Regions from separate parts of the Sus scrofa genome. Here regions 1, 3 and 4 are each linked to region 2. A link is a contact called in public Hi-C and targeted proximity ligation data. All regions are on one chromosome and are shown on one strand. The core of a region is the stretch at or near the end of the contact, and the rest is flanking DNA. Distances in the headings are between cores, read along the strand shown. Region 1 has its middle 190 kb from the start of TRIB1. Region 2 overlaps NSMCE2 (E3 SUMO-protein ligase NSE2). Region 3 has its middle 130 kb from the start of TRIB1. Region 4 has its middle 71 kb from the start of TRIB1.

Evidence for each region. A called contact is a pair of places that touch in the nucleus more often than the background predicts.
Region 1: a contact with region 2 is called in a targeted proximity ligation map of alveolar macrophages. A contact is called at or near these places in 15 of 47 Hi-C or Micro-C datasets (adipocytes, alveolar macrophages, embryonic fibroblasts and 9 more) and 2 of 2 datasets of targeted methods (alveolar macrophages and skeletal muscle).
Region 3: a Hi-C map of liver shows a contact between it and region 2, with 1.6 times the contacts expected there. A contact is called at or near these places in 2 of 47 Hi-C or Micro-C datasets (liver and skeletal muscle) and 1 of 2 datasets of targeted methods (alveolar macrophages).
Region 4: a targeted proximity ligation map of alveolar macrophages shows a contact between it and region 2. A contact is called at or near these places in 3 of 47 Hi-C or Micro-C datasets (psoas muscle and skeletal muscle) and 2 of 2 datasets of targeted methods (alveolar macrophages and skeletal muscle).

The regions. Positions count from the first base shown.
Region 1 is chr4:14,111,561-14,114,260 of Sscrofa11.1, reverse strand. No RefSeq gene overlaps it. Among named protein-coding and RNA genes, the nearest start is that of TRIB1, 190 kb to the left of the region's middle.
Region 2 is chr4:14,488,985-14,491,684 of Sscrofa11.1, reverse strand. The region is part of intron 4 of NSMCE2 (E3 SUMO-protein ligase NSE2); the gene reads left to right. Among named protein-coding and RNA genes, the nearest start is that of WASHC5, 110 kb to the left of the region's middle.
Region 3 is chr4:14,165,381-14,168,080 of Sscrofa11.1, reverse strand. No RefSeq gene overlaps it. Among named protein-coding and RNA genes, the nearest start is that of TRIB1, 130 kb to the left of the region's middle.
Region 4 is chr4:14,226,109-14,228,808 of Sscrofa11.1, reverse strand. No RefSeq gene overlaps it. Among named protein-coding and RNA genes, the nearest start is that of TRIB1, 71 kb to the left of the region's middle.

The DNA of each region.
Region 1 (2,700 bases), core at 76-2,575, 380 kb after region 2:
GATCCCGCCTCCTCCTCCTCTCCAGCTGAGGGATTTCCTGTGATGATTAATCTCTGGGTCACCCATTATTTCCTGGTGGGCTTTCCAGCCCTTTTATCCCCTGTGTAACTCATTTGCCATTTAATTTCTCCCTGTTCCAAATACTTAGGGTGGTTTCTGTTCTCTCGGGTGGACTTTGATTGAGACATTCAAACTTTTGTTGGCTTTACCTTATAAGAGCCAGCAATAAAGCTGATGCTGATAATGTGGATGATTATAACCTCTTACCTGGGAATATAATCTTACATGTTAAAAAGCTTTCACTCGGGTTCTATAATCTGAGTCTCATAATGACAGTGTGACGTAAGAAAGGCATTTATCATTAATTCCACTTTACAGAAGAGGAAGTGCTCTCACTGAGCTCACACAGCTGGGGAGTCTTGATAGAGCTGGAACCAGAATGCAAGGCTTTTGATTTCCCATCTAGCCTCTGTCTTTCTGCCTTTCATCTTCATCCCACTCACCCCACTGGAATGGTGGCTTAATGCTGGTCCTTTAGGATGGTGTTTTCTAAAGTGTGGGGCACAAGCCATCAGTCAAGAGTGTGTTAATTATCTCTTGCTGTGTAACAAATGACCCCTACACTTTGTGCTTTAAAACAGCGTCATGCATTATTTTGGAAATGGTCCATGCATTCATCGATGCTTCCTCCACCCCACATTTTCTGCGCTAATTGTTCACCCAGAACATGAGGAGTGGTTCAGCCTAGGAGGGCTTTGAGGTTGTACGTTCCAACGATTTGAGCTGGGGTCTGGCTGTGGTGATCATACCATGCATAGGCTGGTTGATGTTCGTACCAAAGATGCAGCCTTCTGCCCTCGGCAGACCAGGCAAAAAGGCAGCCTCTAACAAGGTCAAGAGGATGAAGCCTAAACTTATTTGTGTTAAACTCATTAAATAGGAGGGACCATGGTGTCTTTCTCTCCATCTATATTCTTCACCCAACATGGCATGTTCAACATCACCCTGGAAGGCAAGGAAGATCCCTGTACTGTAGGAACTTAAAATGCCATTAGGAAGAAAATCATTCTATGTTCCTAAGTTCCCAGGGACCACAGGTTGGGAGCAGGGGCGGGGCCGCCATATCTATCACACCCATCACTTTGTCATTGTCAATAAATATTTAGATTTACCCAATCTCACTTTGTACTAGTCTTATACTCCATGGTCAAGGAGTCCCTGCCAAGTTCTCACCTCAGTTATTTCTGGAAGTCCCAAGAGATAGGTCACATGTACACACGGACTCTGTCCTCTGGCTCCCACATGGTGTTTACTCTTCCCTCTCTCAGCTCCCGCTTTCTGCTCTGATGCTCACAGGAAGCTTTGGGGCCTCTTGCCAAGGCCGGTGTGGCTGCTATCTGTGCCCAGGCTGCTGCTCCCTCCAGCGTCTCTGTGCTGGCCCCAGGAGAATGGCTGTCTCTGTCTGCATCTTGTCTCCAAGACAAGGCCACCTTGCTTCTCAATAGACAAAGCGATTTTACTGGAATAATTCCAATTTTTGTTTTCTTCTGTTTCAGCCTCTCTGCTTGCAGGTTCTGGGTCAAGCTCTGAGGTGTAAAGGGGCATATTGAGAAACTTCTGAGCCCTTGCACTCAAGTTGTTCCTCTGTTGTCTGCACTAGAACAGGGCCTTAATCCTGTTCCCTTAGGGTGATGTTTATTAAAGTATTGGGGACAAACTGCTGGTGTGTTTGTTATCTACTGCTGTGTAACAAATTACTCCTATACTTAGTGGCTTAAAACCACATCATTTAGCATCTCTTGGCTTTTCTGGGTCAGCAATCCAGGAGAGGCTCAGCTGGGTCCTCTGTTCTGGGACTCTCACATAGCGGAAGTCATCTCAAGGCTTGACTGGGAAGGATCTGCTCTCCAGTTGGCGCCTACGGAGGCGCCTAAGCAGGACTTAGTTTCTTACTGGCTGTTGCACTGAGCGCCTCAGTTCCTCAGGAACTGCTGGCAGGGGGCCCTCCTTGGTTCTTGCCACACTGACCCTTCCATAGAGCATCCCACAACATGGCACTGGGTTCGTCATAAATGAGCAAGTGAGAGGGCAAGAGAGAATGCAAATGAGACAGGAGTCACAGGCTCTTGCGGCCTTGTCTTGGAATTGACCTCTCATCACTTTTGCACATTCTGTTAGTTAGAAACAAGTGAATGGTTCAGCCCACACTCAGGAGGGCATTTCGCAAGAGTGGAATAACAGGAGATGAGAAGTAAGCGACCATGTTAGACGAGCCCACATGGCAAGGAAGTGGGGGGCGGCCTCTGGGACAGCCTCCAGCTGGCAGCCAGCATGAAGCCAGGATCTTTAGTGAGAGAGCCACCGGAAGTGAATTCTGCCAATGATATTCATGAGCTTGGAAGTTGATCCTTTCCCAGCTGAGTCTCTAGATGAGAATGCTGCCCAACACCCCTGGACCTGGTGAGGCCCTAAGCAGAGAACCCACTTAAGCTACGCCTGAACTCCTGACTCACGGAAACTGCGAGGGAATGAGTATGTGTTGTTTTTAGTCTCTAAGCTTGTGGTAACGTGTTGCACAGCAATCGATAAAAGCTAATACACCCACTCTAAGACACATGTGAAAATCTAGAAAACATTTCAGAGCACAGCAAATTTGACGGTATACTTTTGTTGAACAATTGTTGTTAGGTTCTAAATATT
Region 2 (2,700 bases), core at 170-2,669:
GCAGAATAGTTAATCACTGTATATGACTGTAGCATAGATTCTGTAGGTAATGCTGAGGATTCTGACAGCTGTAAACAGACCATTTAGGGAAAAGCCCTAGCATCCATCTCATAGTCACTGTGCTATTCAAGTGTAAGAATTCCATGTGCATTTGGAATAAAAATAGCATATTCTGAAAAACTGAAATTTTTTTTTTTTTAGATCAGTCGGTTATTAGCCATGCATCTCTCACCACCAATATATTTTTTTTCTAGTATAGTTGATTTACATTGTTGTGTTAGTTTCAGGTATATAGCAAAGTGATTGAGTTATATGTGTGTGTGTGTGTGTGTGTGTGTATACACATATAAATACATGTTTTCTAGATTCTTTTCCATTATAGGCTATTACAAGATACTGAATATAGTTCCCTGTGCTATACAGTAAGTCCTTGTTTGTTTTATATATAATAGTATGTATCTGTTAATCCCCAAATCCTGGTTTATCCCTCTCCCACCCCCTTTCCCCTTTGGTAGCCATAAGTTTGTTTTCTATGTCTGTGAGTCTGTTTCTGTTTTGTAAATAAGTTTATTTGTATCTTTTTTTAGAGTCTACATATAAGTGATATCATATGATATTCGGCTTTGACTTACTTTACTTAGTGTGATAATCTTTAGGTCCATCCATGTTGCTGCAAATAGCACTATTTCATTCTTTTTTGTGGCTGAACTGTATTCTCTTGTATATGTACACCCCACTTTTGTCATCCATTCATCTATAAATGGACACTTAGGTTGCTTCCATGTCTTGGCTTGTAAATTGTGCTGCTGTGAACATTGGGGTGCATGTATCTTTTCAAATTAGAACAGGCATTATTTTTTAAACACCTGTTGAGTGTTCACATTACCAGGCTAACTGTTCACTATACTTGATACTGTGCAATGATTCTATTTGGTATCTATAGCCCACATTTCCTGCTGTTTTTGCTAGATACTTTTTAAAGCACTTTACTTCCCTGTGGCCGCACTATCAGAGAAACATGGGTCGTTGTGACTCTTAACACAGAGCCACATAAAATCCGTGAACAACAGTCCACTAGAGTTTCACGGCACAAACTTTTAAATGAATCATTAATAGTATCCTCTCTATGTCGTTGCTCTTTGGGGTCTGGAGGGGCGGATAGACAGAAGGAGTTGAAAGAATAGCCTAAGATGCATTTCGTGTTTGCAGTGTTCCAAAGCCTGGATATAAATAATAGATGAGCATTTCTACTTAACTTATCTGGCTAGATTCCTGTGCCTAATGGCTGCATATATACCATAAACAGTGTGAAGAAGCAGCCATGGAAACACTTGTTTTCTTGTTGGGCTAAATTTACTCTGGGTTGAATATTAACACAGTGCCTGGCAGTACTTTAAAAGCAAAAATAGCTTAAGCGTGACTCACTCTGAGTCATTTACTGCTAGTGTGGCTATACTGCCTAGAGCTTGACATTGAACAAGTTGGCAGCCTGTATTGCTACATTTTTTCTAGGAACTCTGAACACATTTCATTCTTGTGAATTCGCTTGTGCAAGATATTAAATAGAGTAATATGTTTATTTTGTTTCAAAGTCAAATGAATTTGAGAATGGTGAAACTAAAGTATTTTTCTTGGGCTTTCTGGAAAAGCCAGATTCTCAGAATTCTGCTGTGGTTAAAAGACTTTATTTTATAAAGAATTAATAAAATGTCATGGAGCTTATGTTTTTAGATGCCTACATTTTTCTGATTGAAAACCTCAGATTGCCCTGAAAATCATCACAAAAAGCAAGCCTAGGTCGTACCACCATGTAGATTCATTAATTTTCTGACATTACCTGAGTTAGATGGATTGTGTCATTCAGGACACTCTTTCTTTTACTTTTCCTTACTTCTTCTTTAAAAAAAAAAAAAAAAAAAAAAAAAACCAACAAAAAACCACGATGAGGCATGCAGTGAAGCCTGCCTTATAGTTTAGTCGGGTATGTGACTGTAAACTTCTCTCTTGGTATTAAAGGTTATATAATGGGAAGTTCATTGGTTTTTGAAAGGCGGACCAAACCCACCCACGGGATTTCTATTGGCCCTTTAAATGTATTGCGTGCCTTTCCCTGGGCAACCCGCGTGGTTGAGGAAGGAGGGAGTTGCTGGTTGGCTGACTGCGGGAAAGCCTCTGAAGGTTCAGTTGCTCTCATGTGGGCTCGGGTCAGGAACGGCTGGGAATCTAAAACGATATCGATGAAGATGGTTTTCCCTTGATGTTGCAATCTTTACCATGTTTTTGTGTTTAGTTTCTGGAGTTGCCTAACAGTATAATTTCAATCAAGGCTTAGTTTCAGCTCTTTTATTATAAACTGTGGGGAACAGGATTTTTTTTTTTTTCTCCTCCTTAAAGGCGCTATCATTTTGCCTCAGGAGTTCTATGATTTGTATAGAAAGACAGCCTGAAACCAAAATGAGCCTAAGCTAATGCTAGATGTTGTTTTGAAATTGTTTTACCATAAAATTCTTGCATTAGGAGATGTAACTCAGGCAGAGAATTTCAACATAGTTGCATAAATTGTGTTTCATATTACAACTTGTTCTCTACTTGACTTCATTGAAATTAATAAAAGGACTCTTTCAGAAGGATCTGGTGAGTTAGCATCATTGTTTAAAAAAAAAAAAAAAGGAAAGAACTTACTCATAATGTATCCTGTGT
Region 3 (2,700 bases), core at 96-2,595, 320 kb after region 2:
GTTTGAGCTCCCTTGCAGTAAACTCCTGGGCTGGGGGAGCATGCTGTGCCTTCTCCAGAGTGGGAGGGAGAGCGCAAGCATCTTACAGCCAAGTAGCTCTGGGCCTCATCCCCGCCCCCAACCCCGCCACCCCTGGCCCCAGAAAATGTAGCTCGAAACTGCATCCCTCTCGGTGTTGTAAGGATTGACCAGGATCGTATGTATCCAAAAGCCCGGTAGACCCTAGGCCCTTCCCAAACAGAGTGACTGTCCTCTGGCTATGTCTGGGGACAGTTCTGTGGCCCCGAGATTCACTGCACATGTTGCAGGTATCCTAACAGGAGGGGCCCTGCTGGAAATTTAACTTGGGCACAATCTCATTCTCTCCTTTAGCAGGGAAGTTGCCAGATCCATCAGGGGACACACAAGAGAAGAAAGGCTGCAAGGCCAGCTGCCCTGAGCAGGCAGGTACACAGCAAGCAGCACTCACGCTCTTGAGAGGAGGATAAGATGTTTCCCTTTTTGGAAATTTCAAAGAGGGAAGGTCTTTCCTGCAGTGCTCACGAGGCAGGGAGAAAGGGATTTGAGAGGATGGAAAACAGAATCAGTCCTGATTTAGTTTTCCTGCTGTCTCTTTTTTTTTTTTTTTTTTTTTTGTCTTTTTGCCTTTTCTAGGGCCACACCCGCGGCATATGGAGGTTCCCAGGCTAGGGGTCTAATGGGAGCTGTAGCCACTGGCCTACGCCACAGCCACAGACACTTGGGATCCAAGCCGCATCTGCAACCTACACCACAGCTCATGGCAGTGCTAGATCCTTAACCACTGAGCAAGGCCAGGGATCGAACCCGCAACCCCATGGTTCCTAGTCGGATTCGTTAACCACTGAGCCATGACGGGAACTCCGCGGCTGTCTTCTTATAACCTGGGAAATAGCCGAGTGTGAGAAAAATGAATTAGGAGAATTGTACTGTGGGAGTTCTCCATGGGGCCCCCAACTGCAGGTCGCGGACTTGGTTTTGACATTTGTCCAGATCCAAGAACTCACATAGGCATGATTTCAACAGTGACACGATGTGGTGGTAAGAATTCGTGGTGGCTGTAACCTGAAGGGACTCCAGCTCCTCTGTGACCGGTGAACGGGAGCCCTCATTTCTGTTTTCACTGGGCCTGTGTCCGAGGCTTTGGGACAATTCATTGGGCAGGGAGGAGACCTCCTGAGGGAGATGCTGGACTTTCTGCTTGTAATGTTGATGTGCGCTTAAGAGACTAATTGGAAAATTCAGTGGAGTGTGGCCATATCTGTGCTCTGAGTTTATGGAGCCGTTCATACCAGTTCCACGAATCATCCCAGAGGGCGTGGTGACATGCTGAGAGAGAGTTGGCCCTAGGTAACTTTTGTTTTTAGGATATGGGATGAATAGCTCTTTGAGAGTCTAGCAGGGGCTAGTCTGCTTCCTGGGAAAGGAGGTGGAAAAGGTAGGGTTGGGGTCCAGTCCGAAGCCTGGTTACCTCAGCTCACAGGGTCTGTCAGAGGCAATAGTGGGGGAAGTGGTAAGTACAGGTGACTTCTGGGCCGCCTGGCCAAGGGGTCTAGAGTGAGGCTAACCGCGGACTGAGGGGCCTGAGCCTTGTCGCCTGAGGGCTGGTTCTGCTTCCAAGATGGCGCGCACCCGGGCCTCTGGGCCCCGTCAGCCCTCGAAGGCCTCATCCACCATCCGTTCTCAAAAAACAGCCAGCGCGGCAGCTCCGGGTGGCCAGGATTGCGACACCAAATGTGTTTGTTCCCGTGTTTGTGAAATACCTCAGAGGCACCGTTCCAGTCCCACCTGACTAGTTTTCTGATTTGCCACATGGCCCTGGCTCCATCTGCCAATCCTCAACCGGGGCTGACTGGTCAGAGAGTTTGAGGTGTGGGTTCAGAGCATAAGCGACCTCATTCCTGTCTTCCTGAGTGAGGAGATTTTTGCCTGCCTGAAACTTCTGAACATCACTGGTTGGGCTTGGAGGCAGTGCTGGGGCCCTGGGGTGATGGTGTGACCTTGGGCCAGTCAACCTCTCAGAACCTTTTGTCCCTTTTAATGCATGAAGAGGATAATAATTCCTATCTTGCAGGATTGTGACCCATAAGAGTATCACCCGATGAAAAGTCGGGATACCAGCTCACTCACCGGGCTTCCTGCCCCTAAAGGTCGCCGAAAGCACAGTTGACCTCAAATTTCTGAGTTGTTAAAATTCAATCTTGCATTTAATTCTTGCAAATGAATTACTGTCAGCATTTGACTGAGAGCAGGAAGAAGAGGCCTGGCTAATATGTAACATCATGGGAACTCAGAAGCCCTGGAAATTGGCTCAAGAACATGGCAGCAGGACGACTCAGCCCAAGAAATGGGGCTGCAGGGGACATTTGACCTAACGCATCATGTCATTCATCAGCCTCCTTCCGCCAAGGGGAAAAAGCTGAAGTTGGGGAGGGGACGGGCTAAGAATTACTGGGCTTCTGTTGTATGCCGATCACTGAGACAGTAAGAGAGGAGTTTGGCATATATTTTCTCATCTCCTGAAAAGGAAGCGGCATTACCTCCAAATAACAATCACTCATTTAATAAATATTTAGTGAGTGGTTATTATGTACTAGGTATTGCTCTTGGAACTAGAACAGGTGAGAAAACAGAGTGGTGATACGGTTTTCTCAAAGTCACCCAGCTCCTATGTGGCAGATC
Region 4 (2,700 bases), core at 84-2,583, 260 kb after region 2:
GTGCAGCAGGAAGCCCTGGCCCTTCTGAGACTACATTCTAATGGAGGATAAGGCAATAAAAAAATACAGACATAGGGTCTGTTGTGCTGTGAAGGAAAATGAAGTGAGAACATGGAGAGGCACTAAGGTACTGATTCGGACTTAGAATCCTGAGGGATCTGGGGCAAAGGCAGGGGTAACAGGTGGTGCAAAGGCCCTGAGGTGGGAGGAAGAGAGGAGGGTGGGGGGAGAGTCAGGGAGAGGGAAAGAGGAAGAGCGGGGAGGAGACTGGAAGAGGAGAGAGAGAGAGAAGTGGTAAGACCAGAGAATTCACGAGTTTCCCCTGTGGTTCAGTGGGTTAAGAACCTGACTAGTATCCATGAGGATGTGGGTTCAATCTCTGCAGTGGGTTCAGACTCCGGCAGTTGCTGTGAGCTGCGGTGTGGATTGCAGATGCGGCTCGGATCCCGTGTTGCTGTGGCGTAGGCTGGCGGCTGCAGCTCAGATTCAACCCTCAGTCTGGGAACTGCCATATGCTGCAGGTGCGGCCCCTAAAAAAGAAAAAACAACAAACAAACAAACAAACAAGCAAAAAACCCCAGAGAATTCAGAGAGGTAATGAGGAAATGAAGAGGCCTGATCGTGGAAGGCTTTGTAGGCCAAGGGAAAGTTGAAGTTCAGCAACTCCTTCTATGCAACGTGATGGCTCGCCCTAGGTAACTAGTTTTCAACTCTAAAATGTCAGCTTTTGAAAAGCACCCACACCCAGGCCCACCCAGGATCTCTGGAGATGGGGCCTGAGCATCCATGTGGTGACAACTCTCTCCAACCCCCATCATATCTAACTGCTGGTGGCTAGAGAGGAGGAACACTGGACCGGAAGGGCCTCCTTCCAGCAGGAGGCACCCCCAGTGGGACACCACCCTCCCTCTTGTCCCTCTCAGTGTTCTCTGTAGGCTCAGACCAGCATCAGCCTCTGCCAGCAGCCTGCCTTCCCGTCGAACATCCAAATCTGCAGGAAGAGCTGATCAGCCGTGTCCGGGGCCTCCTTGCTGGCCACAGACCCTGGGACCAGAGGGCACAGGGCCGCGGCCACCCTTGGCCTTGGGAGATTTTGTTTACGGAGCACATTTCACTTCTACAGAGGCCCACAGCTGCGATCTTGCCTCATCACAGTTGCCAACTGTGGGGGGGCGGCCTTCACCCCCCGCCTGCTAGTTTCTCAAGTTCCTCTTTTGGGCATGTGCCTGTCCCTCCGAGTTCCCGTGGCTGCGTGGAAGTGGACTGAGGCCCAGAGGGTGACTAAGAGGGGAAGCCCCTGCGCCGAGGCTCCCAGCGGCTCCTGCATTGCGTAAGGGCTATTTTTGAGGCGATTGCAGACGATCTGATGAATCATAGCAAACACACATGGCTCTGGCGGTGGGGACAATCCTTCCTCATGAAGCTGTGGAAAGTGGAGCTTCTCAAAATGAATCAGCAGCAGCAGAACCCTGGGTCTGTGGGAGGTGGATGAGGGTGCAAATTACACATTTCCACAGTATTGGGGTGCGGCCTCTGGGAGCAGGGGCTGCGGGGACCCGAGCTTGTGGTTTCCTCCATGACTCAAAGGGCCTCCCTCACCCACTTGAGCCTGCCACTGGAACCGAGTGACCTTCCATCATGGAACAAAGTCCCTAGCACTTGCCGAGGAGTTGAAGATTGGAGAAAATCTGCAGGGGCACAGCTAGTGTAGATGCTTGGCCGTGACACACGCACAGGCTTTGAATCCAGAAACCCAGGAGGCCTCCCTTGAGTGGGGAGCCCGTGTGAGAAATTCTTGACCATGAGGAGAAGGCTCAAACAATTCCTCGGAGGGAGATGGGGAGGCCCTCCCTGCTCCCCCAAGCTCAGACTGGTGTGAACGGAAGGGCAGAGCTGTGTGGTGGTTGGGGCCTCAGACTATGGGATTAGACAATACTGGGTTTAGGGTCCAATTCCAATATGGCGACTCGGCACATGGGCCCAAGATATAGCTGAGTCTCCAGTTTTCTCATTTGTAAAATCAGGAAATATCTGCCTGGGAAGACTGTCATTAAGGACCCAGGAGGATTGCATGAGGCAGCAGGATATAGATGCTAAGAATCAGACTTTACAGCTTGAAGTTTAACTCCTTGTTCTGTGGCTCATTAGCTGTGTGTCCTTAAGCAGGTGACTTAACTGTCCTGTGCCCCAGCTTTCTCATCTTTAAAAGGGAATTATATTATAGCACCTTCCTCATGGAGTTGATAAATAAGCTAATATATATATATAATTGAAAGAAGGTGGCCCAGTATGTAAGTAAGAGTTCTTAATAAATGCTAGTATTGTTATATAAAGTAATTGTTATAGCATTGTCATAGATTTATTACAGACAGAGCACACAAAAATGTAGTTATTATTCATTGTTATCATTAAATTTTTTTTTTTTTTTTTTTAGAGAACTGGAGTGGATTTGGATAAAAGCTGAGGCCTGAAGGGGCATCAGAGAAAGGAAAATCTGAAGTCAGGAACAAGCAACACTCAGATTTGTATGGAACCACAGGGGACTCTGAATAGTCAACGCAATCTTGAGAAAGAAGAACAAAGATGGATACATCATGATCCCTGATCTAAAGCTATATTATAAAGCTATAATAACTAAAACAGTATGACAGGAGTTCCCATTGTGGCTCAGTGGTAACAAACCTGACTGGTATCTGTGAA